Linked DNA regions of Mus musculus: regions 2 and 3 are each linked to region 1. A link is a contact called in public Hi-C and HiCAR-type data. All regions are on one chromosome and are shown on one strand. Each heading gives the region's core, a stretch centred on a gene start, on an enhancer-like site or on the middle of the called end of the contact. The rest is flanking DNA. Distances are from core to core; before and after follow the strand shown.

The links. A called contact is a pair of places that touch in the nucleus more often than the background predicts. HiCAR-type assays count read pairs that join an accessible place to other places.
Region 2: a contact with region 1 is called in a HiCAR-type map of PVALB interneurons, with 4 times the contacts expected there. The contact joins the enhancer-like site here to the promoter of Trpc4 in region 1. A contact is called at or near these places in 1 of 39 promoter capture datasets (hippocampal neurons), 2 of 484 Hi-C or Micro-C datasets (cerebral cortex and embryonic stem cells), 3 of 115 datasets of contacts at active chromatin or transcription factors (PVALB interneurons, large pre-B cells and neural progenitor cells) and 2 of 9 other capture datasets (adipose tissue and embryonic stem cells).
Region 3: a contact with region 1 is called in a Hi-C map of uterus, with 3 times the contacts expected there. The contact joins the enhancer-like site here to the promoter of Trpc4 in region 1. A contact is called at or near these places in 1 of 39 promoter capture datasets (hippocampal neurons), 8 of 484 Hi-C or Micro-C datasets (cerebral cortex, cortical neurons and uterus), 1 of 115 datasets of contacts at active chromatin or transcription factors (neural progenitor cells) and 2 of 9 other capture datasets (adipose tissue and liver).

The regions. Positions count from the first base shown.
Region 1 is chr3:54,154,176-54,158,426 of GRCm38.p6, forward strand. Trpc4 (transient receptor potential cation channel, subfamily C, member 4) reads left to right here and starts at 1,882. Exons shown (of 11, transcript NM_016984.3): 1 at 1,882-2,084.
Region 2 is chr3:54,038,531-54,042,781 of GRCm38.p6, forward strand. No RefSeq gene overlaps it. Among named protein-coding and RNA genes, the nearest start is that of Trpc4, 120 kb to the right of the region's middle. Within about 2 kb of position 2,556, at least 1 of the 459 cell types and tissues checked has an H3K27ac peak or open chromatin away from gene starts, as enhancers often do. A contact at or near this core is called in PVALB interneurons, where this site is marked.
Region 3 is chr3:54,244,559-54,248,809 of GRCm38.p6, forward strand. The region is part of intron 3 of Trpc4 (transient receptor potential cation channel, subfamily C, member 4); the gene reads left to right. Among named protein-coding and RNA genes, the nearest start is that of Trpc4, 91 kb to the left of the region's middle. Within about 2 kb of position 1,948, at least 25 of the 459 cell types and tissues checked have an H3K27ac peak or open chromatin away from gene starts, as enhancers often do. A contact at or near this core is called in adipose tissue and uterus, where this site is marked.

The DNA of each region.
Region 1 (4,251 bases), core at 632-3,131:
AGTAAGAGCCCTAAGAGAGCTGTGTGGATGATCTCAAGTGTTGAGTTCCTTTTCAAGCATCCTTAAACCTGTCTTAAGGACCTACACTCATGACAGCCTGTATTTTAGCAGAAACACTTCTTCAACCAATGTCTGCTCCAGGTTTGGTTTTTATACATTTACTGATCATTAAGAAAAACAGGTTTTGTGAAATTTTTTTTTAAAGAAGTAGTTTCAGTTGTACCACGCCAAACAGATGTCGATGTGTGTTTTTCTTCTTTTCTTCTTCAGTAGAAAGTAGGTTTAGATTTATTGTAAAGTTCATCTCCATGTCTACCGAGTGATGTGTTTTGCATATTTTATAAAATCCAGTGTTTAATGCTAAGACAAGAAAACTACCTTTGAAAGATGTTGACACACATTTATGGAGATCTGTAGAGGGATTCGGGGTAGGGATGGAGTTCTTCTGTTGCTCATCCAGTTTTCTGGTACAGGTTTGTTTGGTGTACTGTAAAGGCCTCGGTATTTTGTGGGACGGACTGTGGGCTGTGCTCTCTCAAAATCACTCTAGGGGTCATGCTGACCTATGAGAGGAGCAGTTAGCTCAGGAGAAAGAAAACTTGACAACTACAAACAGCATTTTGAAAAGAACAACAAAACAAAACCTTCACTCCAAAGAGTACACTCCAAAGTCAACAAAGCCTCCTTACTCTGCAATTACCCTTAAAAAACAAAAACAAAAAAACGAAACGGAAAAAAAAAAAAACCCACCTCACTCATCTGACGTTCAGAAACGCAGAGTGAGCCTGAGTCTATTAAATCTTGCTGCTGGGATGCTTACAGGCGATGGGGGGAGCTCACAACCGCCTGTGCTCTGAAAAAGAAACCCGAGAAGTGAAGGTAGGAGGGGGCTGAAGCCTTTTGGCAAACGCACTGCTAAGTTTGTCCCTTGGTCTTGAGATCACGAACAATAAAGGTGTGGCAAGTTACATGAACTTTTCCACCTCTGTACTTGGATCTTATTTTTGTGTATGAATACTACACCAAGAGATAAGCTGTATCTGGAAGCTCAAGATTAGAGTTAGAGATGCTGAGTCCGGTGGCAGACACCGTCGTTCACCAACATGCCCACCTGCAGCCACCAGGACCTCCAGCTCCTACGCTGGCCCATAATTTGGGATTAAATACGTGGGAATCTTGATTGCCAGTTGTTTAGAGGGAGCCAGGTAGGAGTGGATGGGATGCTGGGGGCTTATCATTTATTTATTGCCACTGTCTGGATTGTTGATGGTAGTGGCAAGCACATCCCTGCACTAGCAAGGCAAGTGTGACACCTTGAGGACAGGGAAGGGGGTGCCAGGAGTCCAGGGCGGCTACAAGAGTTGCCAGGGCTGGGTAGGGGGAGAGACAATTTGTTCCAATCCTTTGACCAGCTGCTTAGTATGGTTGGAGCAGGGCTTTCCAGGGTTGGGTTCGGTTGACAAGTGAAGTTTTGCATTTCTCCTGGGCTACACCAAGCCCTGATCTGTGTATGCCAAACACCCAAGACCTCCGGGTCTGTCCTGACCACCACTTAGCTGAGTGACAAGCAGACATATGGCGAGCCACCCTGCTTGCTGACTGACCTGGAGAGATGCTCCCGGGTGGCGCGTTGAGGTGTTTGTGGGTCCTTTATACCCGCTCCTAGGGAGGTGCGTGGGATGCGCATCCATTCGGGCAGACCCAGGATGGGTGGGGGCGGTCCTCCAGGCTGCTCTTTGGCCACCTTGGGAACGCAACTTTTCCGGGGGTATAGGTGGGGAGAGCATCAGTGCCTGGTGGGCGAGGCTGTCGTCCTGGGCACCCCGCCCCCTCCTGGGCTGCCCCTCCCCCGCGCCCCTGCTCTGGCTCTCCAGCATCCTCACTCCGCCCAGTTCTGTGCCAGCTGCGTGGGCTCTGGTTTCGTGCGGGTTTTTTTCCCCCTTGGAATGCTCCAAAAAACTCGGTAGCGACTACGGAAACCCCATCGGAACTGACCAGCTGCGCTAGCACCAGGCACAGCACTGGTGCTGCGCGCTCGCCGAGCCCACCTCGGTCACTTCAACCACCAGATTGCAACTTTGCGGGTAAGAGAGGGTGCAGGCTCCGCGCTCCAGACGCGGGCCTCACATCTGGGATACTGATTAAGTTTCCTAAGCCGACTGGGAAGCAGGCTCCCTGCTAGGAGGCGGGTATCCCTGGGGGCTTACGCGAGTCACCAGGGTGCAGCAGCTTTTTAAGGTTCTTCTTCTTTTTAAAAAGGTTGCTTTTTTAAGGTTCGGGGAAAGATTTTCGCGAAGCTTTCTTTGGATGACCTGGGATAAGGGGGAGTTTGGGGGTGCTTCCAGGCTCTCTCTGTATCGCGTTGTGAGGCAGGGGTGAGGACGAAGAGCGAACCCCCGGTGTGATTTACATGGTAAACAAAGGATCAGCCCTTATCCCCGCGGTGCTGGGGAGCTCGGTGCTTGTGTACAACCTCCCGTGCGCGTTTGGACGTTTGGAGAGGATGGAAATGACATGGTCCTTGGGCACGTAAGGTGAGCTCTATGACTCTCCAACGAGCTGAGGGCACGAAGGGAGGACAGCGACCGCTGTTCAGTGGGTTCATTCCCCTCTGCGTCATTTTCCTCTGTCAAGCAGCAAAAGCACTTTTAAGCTTGTGGTTGGACCAGGTTTGGGGGTTCCTAGTTCGCTTGGCAACTGAGATTCCAGCTGAACCAGTGACTCTGCTTGCTACTTGAGTAGATAGCTTGAATCCATGGCGCAACTTGTTGTTTCCAGCTGCGAACTGCCTTTTGTGACTCCAGAGAGAGACAGAGAAAGATAGAGACATGAGGGTGGAGGTGAGCTGGGCAGAGGGACCAAAGACCATGTGTCCAGTGTTCTCCAGCCACTGTGGTGTATCCCTGCCCACTGCGGTTTTTCCCAGGGGAGCATTATCATTAAATACCGCTGGCTGCTATAAAAGGTTATCAAGTTACTTACGGAGGGAGTAAGCTACTAAGCCAAACGAGTGGGAAGAGAGAGAAAACGCTGTCACTGTGCCTTTAAAATGAAATCTTCGAACAGATTTGTAAAACTGTGATAAAATAAACCACCGAGGTTCATAGGCTCGCTGGCTTTTCTCTCGTAGTCATCACAATGCAAAGTACTTAAAAATTCTTTAGGAAGAATAAAAGATTTAGCAGAGGATTTTTTTTTAAAGACTCAGACACCGAGAGTAGGAGTTGGCGGTTATGTTAACGGTGTTACGATTTGCTATTTAAAGTTATATTTGTAACGCCTACTTCTGTTCATCTGGACAGTAAACCAGGAAACATCCAGCTCTTAAGAGAAACAAAGTAGTAAGATATAGGGGTAATCCTGTCCGAAACTCAGAATTAGGATCAAAATTGAATTTAACGTGGGTAAAGTGAATGAAGGTCTTTACAATCTCTGCAAATCAATGCTGTGGTTAACCAGGATCAATCAGTCAGCCCGGGCAAGGTAAATGGGCATCAAAGGATATATGAATAACTTGGATTAAAAAGGGTAGCAAGGAGAGGGAGGGAGAGTGCATGTGCACGGTTTCAGAGAAAGACTGCAAGGAGCAGCTTTGCCTTGCCTGAACTTTGATCTGAATCTTTACACTGACTGGTGGGAGGAGGAGGAAGGATAGACTTAAGCCAAGAAAGGCAAAGGGGCCAAAAACCTACAGGTTGGTGAAAGAGAGACATCAGAGTTGCCCATGGTCCTCTGAGGGGATATATCACGAGGAAAAGATTTGCAAGTGTGAACTTAGAAAAGTTTATCAGTGTGATCTGGAAGGAGCATTCATCAGAAGCATCAGGTATCAAAGCTGGACAGGAAACAAACATCTCTTAGCTGAAGCTGCCACGCATTGATAGCTTTTGTAAGAATCTCTGATCTTAAGAAATGAAGCACATCTCAGTTTTCTTCTTTTCAGTCATTCTCAGAGATATGAGAGGGACTAGATTTATAAGGCTTCCATGTTTTAAATAATCTTATATTATTCATATTTGTGTTGCATTTATTTCTAGACAGCCAAGATGAAAAGAGCCGACGGGATGTGTAAAGTGGCTGTTTCAAAGAACCAAACAGTCTCGGGATAGATAGCTTTTCACAGAGTAGAACCTGAATCAGTTCATATTTTATAGAGGCTTGGAACCATGAAAACTGTCCGCCTATCCTTTCTGTTTAGTGGACCTTTGAAGGTCATTCTTGTTTAGTGTATGTGCTTCAAACTCCAAGAAC
Region 2 (4,251 bases), core at 1,306-3,805, 110 kb before region 1:
TGTGAAGGAACCACCTGAAGAGCCATTTAATAATGAATTAACATTTAGTACAGTCACAAATTAATTATTGAGAAAACAAGTGATTTTTGTCATTTTATAAGTGCTGACAGCTAGAGATAGGCATCACACCACTGGGGCCAGTGAGGATCCTCAGCAAAATGTCAACCCAGGTATTTCCCCTTCCAAGGTGTTGTGTGTCACAGCCTTTGTGCGGAAAGCTGGGCGTTCTCATAGAAATTTCCCATGGAATCGCCCTCTCCTCCAGTCCAGCTATGCCGTTAGGCCATTAAACTATCTGGGACTGCTGTTTTCCAAAACCATTACCTTTAAAAGACTACTGACAATCTAATTAGGTGTATTTTAGAAGATGCAGAAACTTGAAAAAAAAAAACCTATGTGAATAAAGACGTAATTCTAGGACAAATAGTCTTAGACTTACAAGATTTCTCAAAAATTTCTCACACACAAAAAAATCTTAAGCCACTTTTCTTGTGTGTAGAATCTTTTTAATTTTGTATATTCAGTTTGAAGGTCCTGTAGAAGGAGGCCACTGGGAAGGGGGTGCTTTGCGGAAGGAGAGTCATGGAATACAGCTAATATGGAATACAGCTAATATGGAATACAGCTAATATGGAATACAGCTATTATGGAATACAGCTAATACGAAGCATAGATGGGACCCCAGAGAGTTTAAGCATGGAGTATGGGAGGGAAAGGGTCAAAAGCAAACACACAAACAAATGGGGTACGAAGAAGACACATGGAAACTTACTATCTTCTAACCAAATTAAAAATACAATTTATTTTAAGAAGAGTTTAAAAGACTGGGAAAAACTGTTCCTAGAAGGCATGCATGTTTAACCCCCACCCGCATTGCCAGCAGTGAGATATCTCATTATGAATTGTAGGTCTGGGAGGCTCCAGAGGCCAATAAAAAAGAACCAAAAAAAATGGACTCTCGTTCGCCCACCAGAACTAGATGATAAAACCCCACATCCTAGGTGAAGACATGGCATACTTTGGTTGCATAATACAGCAAAATCAAACAGTGTCCTCCCTGGTGCCTAACTTTCAGTCTTGGGATGTGCTATTCAGTCTATGGGGGGAGAAAAGTCATCAATAATTTTATCAAGCTGTGAACCTGCCAGACAGGATGTTCCCACTGCTACATTAGTGCTGCTACTGTCATGGGGGTAAACAACTGCTCTCTGGCTGGGTTTATTCCTTCCCCTCAGAAGAGAACCATGGTTGGTGCTCTCTTAACAATTATGGATGACTCTACCAGATGTGTACAAGAATGGGCCCGTCAGCCTCCAGGCATGGCTAGAGTAAGGGCTAAGAGGATCTTATCCAATATTGCTGAACTATTCCCAATAACAAGTTCAGGGAATTGGGGTGTCATTGCCTTCAGTTGTGTACCTGTTGGTGACCCCAAAAACCTCCAATGGAGAGTTCAGCCCTATAATCACAAAGATGATTCCTGTTAAGTTAAACATGGCATACAAACAAACCCAACAATCATGACCCCAAGAGATGGACTGATGGAGAAGGGAATGCTGGTAGGGATGGAAGGGAGAGAGATGGACTGATGGAAAAGGGGGGTGCTGATAAGAAAGAGAGCAGAGAGAAAGTGGGTAATGAGAGTAATAAGAACTCACTATATATACATGTATGAAACTGTCAGAAAAATAACTGAATAAAAACTAAAATTTACAAATATATTTTAGATGATTGCCATATTTCAAAGTGTGCCAAACAAAGAACAATAGTGTTACAAGTAAAACTTCATACTTTAAAATATTTTATGGAAAAGGATTACCATATTAATAAAGCAAGTAATTTATTCTTAGTAAAAAAATCAAATATGGCAAATGTTGTGTTTCTATGTCTGCATCTTTTCTGAAATTGGGCAAGAATTCAGGCTTGATGAAGTTCACTCTCAACATATACATAAAACTACTGTTAATCCTTCATGCATGCCCCACAGGAATGATGTCTCTTTCTTGTAGGGAGGTTACATTGGTTTTCAGTGAAGTGCAGATGGTTGACATTTGGAACACCTTGGAATCGTCTTCTAGAAGAGCAATCTTCTCTAATGTGGACTCTGATAGGACAGTTGGCTTTCTGCAAAGAGCCACCAAGGTGAGAAGATAACAATTTTGATGGCCATAAAGGGTTCTTCCCATGGCAGGAGATTGATGATTTTTATTATCTGCAAATTTGGAGCATGATATTATGCACATGGGCAGTAAAGACTCTTTAAGTTAAGAGAATGTGAAAAGTGAGTTACTTGATAGCACCACAGTAAGGCAAATGCAGCAGGTTGACACTGCTCCCAGGTTTCATGTCTGGATCCTTCACAACACTGCCAATCCTCTGCAGAATTCAGTGCTTTTCAATCTTGCTGCCATCACAGTGAAATAGTTGGGTGCTTTTCAGAAAATGTTAACTAATGTTTGATGTTTTCTTTTTTTAAAAGCATGAGTGCATAGCATGATTGGACTGGAGAAAGCCAGCCTTGCAGAAGACTGAAGACTGTATTAGAGAAAAAAAAAGGTGGGGGTTGATCAGGAGAAGGATGGGGCGGTAAGATATAATTAGTAAAACCTCAGCAAGATTGCCAGGGGTAAAGATAGAAAGTGGAAAGAACAAATCAAGAATAATGATGCGATTTAATCAGCATGGATGGAAATTGATTGGACGTTGGGAAAGAAGCAAAAGTTTACCCATCTGGAACTTGGAGTTTGGCTCACAAGGATTGAAGACCTTCAGTTGGCAAACATATCACATGGGATTTGAAGATGGCTTGCTCTATTCTGTTTGTTGTTATTAGCTGAAACATTAAACATTCTGTTTGGCCATTTTGGTTTTATGACCCGAGATGGTGAGAGGTGTTTCTAAACAAAGCCTCAATCCATGTGGAGTCAAAGGAAGGAAAGAGAAGAGAAGAGAGACAGACAGACAGACAGACAGACAGAGGACAGACAACAGATACAGGAGAAGAGAGAATACAATGAGGATTAAAAGTGGAATATACTTTCTTCTTTTTCCCTTTTTTTTTTTTTTTTTTACATACTGCCAATCAATTCATTCTCAGTCCAATCTCTATATCTATAGTATAGGGATGAAGGGCCAAGGAGAGCAGTGCCTGTGCAGACCCCAGGGAATATTGACTGTGATGATTGCTATTCCTCCCTATGCCTACCTGGTGGATGGACAAAGTATGAAAGCTGTATTCAGTGGAGACTTTGTGGCTTTCCCCAGAACTCATTCTCTCTTTTACCTTGGAGTAAAAACAGACATCTCACTTTCAACATGATCTAAATGCTTTTATATCAGATCTGACACTTGGAATTGAAATGCTTAGAATGTGTGGCTAAGATATTGTATAGCCACAAGATTCCAAACTGGAACACATATGCCTGAACGAAGTGAAATGTTAACCTGGGTGCCAGCCCAAATTATACAGCTAACCAAGTGTGATGGCCATTCTCTGTTGTCAACTTGTCTACATCTTGACTTAAATAAAACTGAAAGAGAGAAGGCATACCTATGAGGGATTTTTGCTCAATTTAAAGTAGGAAGATCCACTTTTAATCCAGATCTTTGGGTAGGAAGACAAATCTTTAATCTGTACTTTGAGGTAGGAAGACATCTTTAATCTGGGCTATACCTTCTGCTTCTGGAAGGCTATATAAGAACATGAAAGAAGGAGTCACTTGCTCTTTGTCTATTTGTTCTCTCATTGCTAGCAAGTCTATTCCTTTACTGGCACCAAAGCCTACCTCTCCAGGATTTCAGCATCTACTTAAGACCAGCTGGGGCATCTAGCCTCCTAGACTGAACAACTTCTGGATTCTTGGCCATAGAAATTCTTGGATTTCTATTCATAGTCAACCATTGTTAGGTTAGCTGAACCATAGCCTATAAGTCATTCTAATAAATCATATATATATGAGAGAGAGAGTCATTCTGTAAAGTTCTGTTACTCTAGAGAACCCTGACTAATACACTAAGGAATTGAATAGAACAATATTTTATAGAAAAATAAAACAAGATAAATCATGATTATGTCATTTCAACAAAATTCTTTCCCAGAGGAGTGAAGCCTGAGGCTCAGTGATCTGTGCTCTGAAGGTAGTACTAAGACCCCCCATGAAATCATGGCAGTGACTTCCTCGGTAAGTATGGTTTTTAAGTCTATATGTGGTCAAAGCCATGCCTCAAACAGTTTTTAAGAGATGACTTGCT
Region 3 (4,251 bases), core at 698-3,197, 90 kb after region 1:
ATTTTTCGTCTATGAAATCACAGTTCATTGAGAAATGTATATTCGCTGTACCTCCACTATGACATTTCGTCCTTTTTCTGTGTTCATAATTCAAAGATTAGGTCCTTTTTTCAGCATCCCAAAGCTCTTTAGGTTCTGTTCATTTTTTTTTTAAATTTCTGATGGGCTTTTATTGAGCTGGGACGTACAGGGTTGGAAGGAGATGCAGGCTTCCTTGGCAGTGTGGAAGAAAGGGAGTCCTGGGACACTACATGGAACTCCTCTTTATTTTTTATTTGAAGACAGGGTCTCACTAAACTGCCCATGCTGGCTCTGAACTCATTGTATGCCCAGACAGACCTTGCACTTGAGATCCCTCAGCACTGCAAATGGCTAGGATTACATGTGAGCCACTGGGCCTGCCTGGTTCATACATTACTTTCATTTTCTTTACAAAATACCAAGTGAACCTCAGAGGGCTGGTGGCAAACATGTTTTTTCTTTCTTTGGAGGGACTGTGCTGGCTGATGAGAACACGAGGTGTTTGACAGTGATTTCTGAGACTCATAAAATAAGAGAAAGAAAAGAAAAATGCTGTTGGTAAAAGTGCCCGGGCTTTGCAACTGAGTACCTAGTTTTTATTTCCTCCCTCAGAGCTTGTGAAATCAGTATTGTTTGTCTTAGGCCTTTTATTATCTATGAGTCATGTGACTCATGCAGCTAGCTCTTGCTAAGTTGAGACTATATCTGTGTGACTCTGACCTCATCTGGGGTCAATGTCAATCCTATCTTCCTATAGCACATCAATGATGTCCCCATCAGCAGTACATTCCATAGGCAGACAACATCTGATGCTTCTAGTTTTGTGTCCATAGTAAGCCCAACCGGGCTCAATGGGCATCATTTTCCTGACTGTAAATTCCAAGACATGACAAGTTCTGTAGTAGTTTCCACCTGTAACCTCTAAGGGAAGTGTCTTAGTTGGGGTTTTACTACTGTGAACAGACACCATGACCGAGTCAACTCTCATAAGGACAGCATTCAGTTAGGTCTGGCTTACAAGTTCAGTCTATTATCATCATAGCAGGAAAGTAGTGTCCTGGAAGGCATGGAGCAAGAGTTGCTGAGAGTTCTACATCTTCATCTGAAGGCTGCTAGCAGAATACTGGCTTCCAGGCAGCTAGGATGAAGGTCTTAAAAGCCCACACCCACAGTGACAAACCTACTTCAACAAGGCCACACCTGATTCAACAGGGCCATACCTTCCAATAGTGTCATCCCCTGGATTGTGCATGTAGAAACCATCACAGGAGAGACCATTTGGTGATTCTCTCGTGGATTTTCATTTGAGAACATCCCTGTGCTTGGAACACCCAGCTCAGGTATCTTCAGGGTTAGAAGCAGATTTCTTGGGTTTCTTTCTCTTTCAGGAAATGAAAGTGGATGAAGAATCTGTAAGGTGTTTGTAAATCTGAGAGCCCAGTTTTTTGAGATATTTGCTAATAAGGCCACATCTTGTGGCTTCCCTCCTGACTCAGGAATGAATTCATCATGAGATGCCCCTTCCAGGCTACAAAAACCCATTTGGCAGAACCTCTCTTAGACTCAACCAATGACACAACACGCTGGAGGCAGAACAGAACAGACAGCCTTTCTTCCCTATAGCTAGCAGCTAGCTCATCTTAACAAAATGGAAAGCAGACTGAATCCCTGCCCACCAACTGAGACAGAACCACTGGCTAACAACAGAAACTGTTGACTGAGTGTTTATTGGGTGAATGACAATGTAAATGCGTGTGGTCTGGCTTTATTTCTTAGGGTAAGCTGTCTCTAAAGAGCATCCTAACACAGAAGGCTGTCACCAGACACTCAGTTCTTAAGTTTTACAGATCCCACATCTCTTATTCTCCTAGCTCAACCAAGGAGTTAGGTTCCTGCAGTATGCAGCACTGGGGGTGGAGGAAAAGATACCAGGGCTATTAAAAGAAAGTGCCTACTCTGTCCTTCCTTGGAAGGAAGGAAGAGCAGCCAGGGAAATGGGCACACTTACTATCTTTTGGAATGAGCTGTTCATCAACACCGAACTTCCTCTCTGTGTTCAGAACTAAGCTGCCTACACACAGACTCATTTTGAAATTCCACAAGACAGTCATCATCCTCTGGATTGTGAAACCCTTGCACTGTGCTGTAAAATGAAGGAGCTACTCGTTCCTAGGATGGTTGTGTACTTGATGTACAGTCTGTCCACCCTGAGGAGTGCTCTAAGTTCATAAAATACACACATTATTTCAAAATCTCAGAACAAAAAGGAGAAGAGAGAGAAGGGGAGAAGGTCAAATATTTATACCCTAAAATAAATAAACAAATAAAATCTACCATTTAATTCCACTAGTCTTGTTCTCCTTTGAGATATTGGTGTTTAAGTCAAGTGCTGACAGTCTCACTGGGAGGCAGAGGCTGGAGAGTTGTGAGTTCAAAGCCATCTTGTGCTATATTGTGAGCCTTGTCTCAAACAGAGTAAATTTATTAATGAATTAATTAACTGTCTAAAACAAGAATAATGTCAATGGCCCAAAATATGTTTCTTGAAGCGTCAAGGTTCTGTGCTGAGGCAATCAAATATAAGTATTTTATTAGGAAAAGTAATAAAGCTAACATTTTGAGGCTCAGTACATGGAAAGAAAGGCAGGAAGTTACTCTGTAATTCTCTCAAATCATGTGACTCTTTAAGTGTGCTTTTTCACATTTTACAGAGATACTCACACCTTGAACCAGGCACAGAACTTGAAGAGTTCTACATCTTCATCTGAAGGATGCTAGCAGAATACTGGCTTCCAGGCAGCTAAGAGGAGGGTCTTAAAGCCCACACCCACAGTGACACACCTATTCTAACAAGACCGACCATACCTACTCCAACAGGGCCACACCTTTTAATAGTGTCACTCCCTGGGCTGAACATATACAAACCATCACAGTACCAAAAGCTAATCACCTCTTAGCTGATGGGTGTTTCAAATCCTCAAGTAAAAAATGAATCTGTCTTAACACTCAGCCTTTTGAGGTCAATCCTGCCCTACCTTGCTCTGAACCACCTCAACTATGATTCCTTCCCCCATCTGTGTCTGGTACTTTGTTCCCTTATACCACCCTACACTGGAAACATTTCTCCAGGTACAGGAGGACATATCTTCTTTGAGACGATTAGCGTGTGTAGACATGGTGGGAGCTTGCTGTGGTAAAAATATAGTGAGACTACTACCTCAGCGATGTGAAGCCACAAAGAATGTGTTTGCTGTGTGCTATGTGAACGACCCTCCTTCAACCTGCCGAGGCAGTGTGCTTGAATTGTTGTTTACCTGAATAAAAGAAAAAGAAGAGTTCTTTTGCCTCTTGCAGGACTGCTGTCATTTTCACTTTCAATTAATGGATACACAGTTTCTGGGAGTTAGGGCTTTTAACTAGCATGTGTAATGTAGTTTCTTAACTCCTAGGATGAGGTATGAAAACCTTGCCATGGTGTTTGAATCACCTTAGGATCAAGTAATGAGGTATCCAAAAGACATCGGGACTATAGATAATAGTGTTACTGAATCTGAGAGAAGGGCAATGTTCTATCTTCAGCTTTAAACAGGTTTGTGTGTGTGTGTGTGTGGTAATGTAAACTTATCCTAACAAGAACATAGGCAAATATTTTGACTGCACCTCTCATCTGTATGATACACCAAACCCTGCATTGTAAATGTTTGGAGGGGTGAGATAGTCACTAATAGTTGGCAATAATGCATCCGTGTGACAGGAAACAGGGAGGTTCTGCTTGCTCTCAAGTGGACTTTTCACTGCCCGAGAATTTGGCAAGAAATGCTGGGCCTCTCTGACCCCCCTCTGGATTTTCCTCTCCTTCCACCAAATGTCCAGATGTGAGGAGAGAGCGAGTCTGTGCATTTGCAGTCCCCTCCAGTGCTACCAAGATTACACTGACTGCTGAGCTGTGAAAGCCCTTTTTAGGCGTTTTGTTTTGATTTGTTTTGTTTTGTTTTGTTTTGTTTTGTTTTGTTTTGTTTTGTTTTGTTTTGTTTTGAAGAGACAGAGTTGTATGTTGAAAGGAGTGGATGCTGGCATGAATTATAGGGACAGGCTGTCTTTTCTCACTTCCTCTTTCCCATTAGCAATAGTCAGAGTCTGAGATAGCTGGACACGAAAGCTTAGCTTGTGGAATCACAATTTGTTCGACTCTGAAACCTAGATCGGGGACATTTACACATGGGTGTAATT